Linked DNA regions of Cyprinus carpio: region 1 is linked to region 2. A link is a contact called in public Hi-C data. All regions are on one chromosome and are shown on one strand. Each heading gives the region's core, a stretch centred on a gene start, on an enhancer-like site or on the middle of the called end of the contact. The rest is flanking DNA. Distances are from core to core; before and after follow the strand shown. Region 1 holds the start of wfs1b (wolframin). Region 2 holds the start of rab33a (ras-related protein Rab-33A).

Evidence for each region. Hi-C and Micro-C count contacts between places; a contact is called where the count stands out from the background.
Region 1: a Hi-C map of red blood cells shows a contact between it and region 2, with 2.8 times the contacts expected there. The contact joins the promoter of wfs1b here to the promoter of rab33a in region 2. A contact is called at or near these places in 2 of 8 Hi-C or Micro-C datasets (liver and red blood cells).

The regions. Positions count from the first base shown.
Region 1 is chrB14:3,197,629-3,200,674 of ASM1834038v1, reverse strand. wfs1b (wolframin) reads left to right here and starts at 1,499. Exons shown (of 9, transcript XM_042737748.1): 1 at 1,499-1,698; 2 at 2,736-2,799; 3 at 2,801-2,981. The coding sequence starts at 2,743.
Region 2 is chrB14:3,061,340-3,064,827 of ASM1834038v1, reverse strand. It overlaps rab33a (ras-related protein Rab-33A), which reads right to left and starts at 1,875. Exons shown (of 2, transcript XM_042737744.1): 1 at 1,477-1,875; 2 at 1-667. The coding sequence starts at 1,740. The coding sequence ends at 221. It overlaps si:ch211-159i8.4 (matrix-remodeling-associated protein 5), which reads right to left. Exons shown (of 7, transcript XM_042737743.1): 7 at 3,207-3,488.

The DNA.
Region 1 (3,046 bases), core at 250-2,749, 140 kb before region 2:
CAATTCAAATCAAGCAAATAAAACAACATATATCTGAACAGAATGGAATGCAAGACTCAGTCCAATTTATTTTTTCTTTCTGATATTTATGCATTTAATGGAACAAAATATTTTCCACTTAAAATATTCAATTTCCTATTTCATGTATTCAGGTTGAAGTTATATTGAAACTCTGTTCCTTTAAAAACCTATCACACTGAATTGCATTGCCTTTTCAGGTCATTATGTTTAAATGATTTTTAAGTTTTATAGACATTTGGGTAGAACAAATACAAAATAAAAAAGAGAGCTCTAAATGAGCACTAATATGATTCATGGAAGAAGGCAAAATGTATTCCTAAAAATAGAGAAAAATATTTAATTTAATTTAATATTAATTATTTAATTCTGATTAAATTCAATAAATGTGTAATATTTTAATCCATAATATGTCCTTCATAACTTATACTAAAGTGTACTTCTCTGATCCCTCTTTGCATTGAGTGTACTTGTTTGTGACCAATTGTCACATCTAAGAATGAGATCCATAAAATCTCTTGTCTTTAATAGGGAGTGTTGCTCAACTTGTCTCTACAAAATCCCCCACAGGCCCTCAAGATTGTTAAGCTTGGGTGAAATACTGCACTTACAGAAGGTTTTTAACATTGGGAAAATGTATATAATCATTATCATGTTGAAGAAGAAAAAAAAAGAAGCCCAACAGGCACTTCTCACTGTAATATTCCCAAGTCCACTGTTTTTAAATCTCTGTTTTATGTTTCCTATATTTTCATACTGTACTGTATATTTGGTAGCTCTCTCCCAAGTGGTTTCACTGTTTCACAGCATTATACCTGAAAATTATTCCATAGGCTATGTAGCACTTTGATTCTGAAGAAAATGGCAAAGAATAACATACTTACCTGTTGATCAAAATCGCCTTTAACTTGCACTGGAAAATTTTCATTTATATTTCATAACTTTCAGGAGGGTGTACTCACTTTTGCAACACAATATTTTCCCCCTTAAATCTTATTTTCCTGAGTAATTTTGACATGCATCTTTTTGTTAATGATCAAGCAAACTTGCCTGGAACATTATATCTTACAGGATACTAGTAAGTCTTAAGTAAAAAGTAATGGCTGAATTTTTTTAACCTTCAGAAGGCGTTTATTTTTTGTTGAGTCTTGTAAATAGGCTTGCTTTCCCATATCTGCCACAAGCTTATTTATAATAATCTCGGTAATCTCATAATTAAAAAAATATATAAATATATAAATTGATTATTTTGCTGTATTTGGACATAACAAGTACCTCAATCTACTTGTTCTAGTCCAGAAACTTAACTGATTGAGGTCCTGATTGGCTATTATGCTTAGCATTATGATTACTAGATCAGTTTTCATTTCTCATGTGGTTGTGGGTCTTAAAATTAGGCAAAAATCAAGGACATTTATTTTTTTTAGTTTTAGGTCTTTTATTTTGAAAATCCAGAGCAACAGGAACTTGAATACGACAAAAACATTTTGCTCCAGTCAGTCAGTGGGGGAGGGTTTATTTAGTGAGCAGCATCTGGACGCTGGACGGGCCTCTGCTCTGTCCGTTCTGTGCTCATCACTTACATAAGTTACACTGTGTCTGGTGTCAGAATAGACTAAAGTTACCAGGGTTGTGCTGACAGCTCTGTCATACTTATGATGGAGTGATAGAGAAGCTCAGGTAAGAAAAAATAAGCGACAGAAATGCAGTCGGTGATTGAAGACTCGCGGTGTGAAGTCAAGTCAAGTCACATTTATTATACAGCGATTTTAACAATACAGATTGTGTCAAAGCAACTGTACAGCATTAATTAGGAAAATAGTGTGTCAATAACGCAAAATGACAATAGTAAACACTAATTTTTCAGTTAAAGGCAGTTCATCATTGAATTCAGTGATGTCATTTCATTTATGTAATGTTACTGTATGTCTGTGAAGAGTATTCACGGACATACAGAAAAATCTGCGTTTGGAAGTATTTCTGTTTGCTCCTCTGTGCTCGTTGATCATTTTTGTTTGAGTGTAACTTTACTTTCTGTTCCGCCGGTCAGTAGTGAAGGTGACATGGCTGAGCAATGACAAAATGACAGCTCAGCCTTTTCGCAAGCAGTGTACAAAATACACTGTTTCCAAACCATTACCATGGTAACATCCATGGCTTTCATTGTATAGTTTCCATGAAATTCAGTAGTAGTTGGGTCAACTAATGTTAAACCATAATAAATTAATGTGGTATCTCACCAAGAATCAGAATTCAGAATTCCTTTGTTGTTTTTTATGATGACAGTACTCGCTAAGTTTCGTAATAGCCATAATAGTGACAGTATGGTATTGTAGTGGAATCAATAGTTACCATAGCATACTTTTAAATTAAATTAAATTAATGTGTGACTTTGCTTTTTATGTGATAAAATCTCCTTTTAACATACTAATACATACTAATTAGAAATAAAAATAAAATACAACTTAATGTAATTTAAGTTTTGTGGTATATTTTAAGTATATTTTTCATTATATATTACTTTATGTATTGTTATATGATATTTCCTCCTGTCTTATGTTTTGTGGTTTATTTTAATTTTATTTTTGTTTTTTTATTACTTTATGTATTGTTATATGATATTAACTGATGTATATTACTTTATGTATTGTTATATGATATTTCCTCCTGTCTTTTGATAAGATATTGTAATGAATTTTGTGTCTTTTTGTTTTAAGCTTAGAAATGGATGCCTCTCTTCTTAAATCTCCACTGCCATCCCCGGCATCACCTGTCACCTGTTTTATATTTCTCTGCATCTGGGCACACCATTCATCCAGTGTCCTCTTCTTCAGTGCCTAGTTCCTCCCCTTCAGCAATGACTTCACCCCCACATCACGCCTCACAGACAGGTCGATCCCAGCTGAATGCTGCCAGCAATTCCCACACTGCCTTTCCAGGACAATCATCTTTTCCTCTACAGGGTACAGATTCACTCTTTGTTGGATTGCTCGAATGTCACATACTCCCATGCTGGTATTCCCCAAGT
Region 2 (3,488 bases), core at 626-3,125:
AAATGACACAACTTCAACATGTTCTTGACAGGTTTTGTGGGATTTGCCTTTTTAGTGATGGTGTAATGAAGAAAAGAACATGAAAGATAACCACACACACACACACACACACACACAAAGAGAGTTCATGGAGCAGCTGTCATAAAGTAACTAAAATTAGTTGCAGGCACATTTTTGCATTGTGAATTATCAATGTTAATAATTTCACAGTTTAGGGTCCTCAACAAGGACAGTTACTCTTAGGGTCGGGCTGATGTTTCAGCCTCACTCTGCCGTCTTCTCTCTCCACGTCTCTGTAGATCAGGTACTTTTGGGCTTTTAGACGACACGCCAGGCACATGAAAATGGAGTCCACGTTCTGGCTCTCCTTGGGGTCTTTGGCTGATGTTTCAAACAGTAGCATGTTATGGGCATCTGCAAACTTGAGGGCAGTGTTGGAAGGGACCTGGATCTGGTCAACTAGGTCGCATTTGTTGCCCACCAGAACACGAGGCACCGAGGATGACACCCCGTGCCCGTTACACTCCTGAATCCAGGTCTTTAGGTTCTGGAATGAGGCCATTTTTGTGACGTCGTATACAAATACGACAGCATGCACATTGCGGTAGTAGTGCTCCACCATGCTCTTCCGAAAGCGCTCCTGGCCCGCTGTGTCCCATACTTGCACCTGTCAGAGTAGAACAAGACAAACGACAAATTTCAATGTTGAAGGGAAGTTAAAACGAGAAAACTGATGCATCAGAAAGAAATGGATTTGAAGGTCAATAAATAAATCTGCTTTGGACATCTTTAAAAAGCTATTTGTAATTCTGACTGTGATGTTAAATCCCAATAACTATGTGTCAAAGCTATGTGTTGAATTTTACTTCTATATTAAGAAACATTAAGATTTTCTGTTTTTGATTTAACAGATTATATATTAAAGGGTTAAATTAACTCAACTGACTGAATTAAATAACACACACACACACACACACACATATATATATATATAAACAAATAAATAATGTGTTATCTATGTCATATTATGCTCTTTTCAAATAAATGTGTTATCTTTATAATGTCATATTATGCTCTTTTCACCAGTCTATTATATTGTGTTGTATGAATACTAATAAATTAAAATATGAGACTATTGGTTTGGACTATTAGTTTCTAGATCGTCTAAGCTGCTCTAAACAGTTCAAAATCTTTTGAGAACCAGTTTGGACCAGGCAATGGACATCTTAGATCAAGAAAAAAATAAACTGTCGACATTATGACACGTATTTTGATTTGTCTTAAAAGAAACTACGCCTCTGATGCATCATGCGATCAGAAAGAGTCATTCATGTGATTACTCGTAATGTAAACATTGAGCTTCATCGCGATGCTGCTGTCTGTCACACTTCCACTGAAACACACACAAAACACAATCGTGATACAACGAGATATCGGCCTGGTCGTGACGAGACCAACCCCAACAATGAATCCCACCTTTATTTTCTCGCCCTCGATCTCCACGGCTTTCTCCCTGAAATCCACGCCGATGGTGGCTTCGGTCTTACAGGGAAAGGCTCCGCCGGTGAAGCGGAAGGTTAAACAGGTCTTGCCCACATTTGAGTCCCCGATGACAATGATTTTAAAGATCCGCGTCTGCACACTGTGATCTAGAGACGTGCTCAAGTCTAGAGACGACGTGAGGTTGGCATGGCGTGAGTTGGCAGTTCCTTCTCTGCTTTCTGGGAATTCATTTGCCATCACGGTGAAATGATGTACCGAGCCTGGTGTTCACTGGTCCGGCGGTGATGGTGGTGGTGATGGGGGAAGGGATGGCAAATCCACTCCCTTTGCAGATGCAGGGAGTTCACATAGACTGACAAGTGTATGCCGACTGATGCGTACTTTTAATGCATTTAAAAGTAGGCTAGTTAAAAATTAATAGTTTGTAAAAAAAAAAAAAAATTACTTTTGTATCGAATAATTGTGACAACATGGTTGCACTGGTTAAATTTAAAGGGATAGTTCACTCTAAAATTAAAATTCTGTCTTAATTTACTCTAATGCTGACTTGTTTGCTAGTATTGCAATGGAAAACGACAGGAAAAACACCCACAAAAATGTAAGTATCAAAGGAAAAAAAATAAAATAATGATAAACAGTAAGAGTAGGCTACATAGACATAAATATCATACATACATCTTATGTGTATAGAATAGTTTTAGATAGTTTGGTCTTAGAAGAAGTTAATAAGAAATGTTTTAATTCATATTGTGTTTTTTTTTTCATTCATTATTATTATTATTATTATTATTATTATTATTATATTTTTCTATGGGGATGCACAAATGCTATGCTATGCATATTGCTTAATTAAGTATCGTGGTGTCTTGTATTTAAAATGAAATACACACCAAATTCCAAAATGAATGTATGGCCTTTTGTTTGTCTAGTAATATTGTGCAATTGTGGCATTTTTTTAAAGGGTATATAATAGGGCTGTCAAATGATTAATCACGATTAATCACATCCAAAATAAAAGTTTTGTTTACATAATATATGTATGTGTACAGGGTATATTTATTATGTATATATAAATACACACACATAAATTATATATTTAGAAAATATTTACATGTATATACATTTATATATTTATATTCTTATATTTTATATTATATATAAATATATTTAATATATAAACATAACATATTCTTCTTAAATATATACATGCATGTGTGTGTATTTATATATACATAATAAATATACACAGTATACACACACATATTATGTAAACAAAACTTTTATTTTGGATGTGATTAATCATGATTAATCATTTGACAGCCCTAGTATATAACAAAAGACAATTAATATTCAGTAATATTATATATTATACACTATAAGATGAAAACTAAATTCAGGAATTGAGCTGGATAATGACACTAACTTTGCAATATCAACACTGTTATTGAACTGAATTGAATCAACACTGAAATTACTTGAGCTGAATAATTATACTGTTGCCTTCTATAAAGCTGCTTTCATAACTGATGTTGTTTCATAACTGATGATAAGTCGTTTCATAATTGATGAATTTTACAACATTAACGTTTTCCTGTTTTTGGTATGTTCCCATTATTGTGAAGCTGCTTGAACAATCTGTATTGTATAAAGCACTGTACAAATAAATGTGATTTGACTTGATATTAAAGACTAAAGACCAGAAATCAAATATTATTATTTATTTGCCCAGTGTGGCAGTAAGTGTCTTACATACTGTGTTATTGTCTTATTTATTTGGACAACTTCCACAATGCCAACATTTGTACCATACAAGGCCTCGTTCTGCTCTGACAAGGCTATTTTGTTCTAATCCACTGAAGAATGCAAGAAATTCAACAGGCCGAACATATCAGACAAATCACAGACATTCTGGAATGTTTTATGTAAAATTTATGTTAAAAAAAAAGGTTTTAAAAAATTATTCTGTTTAATCTGTGGAATATATA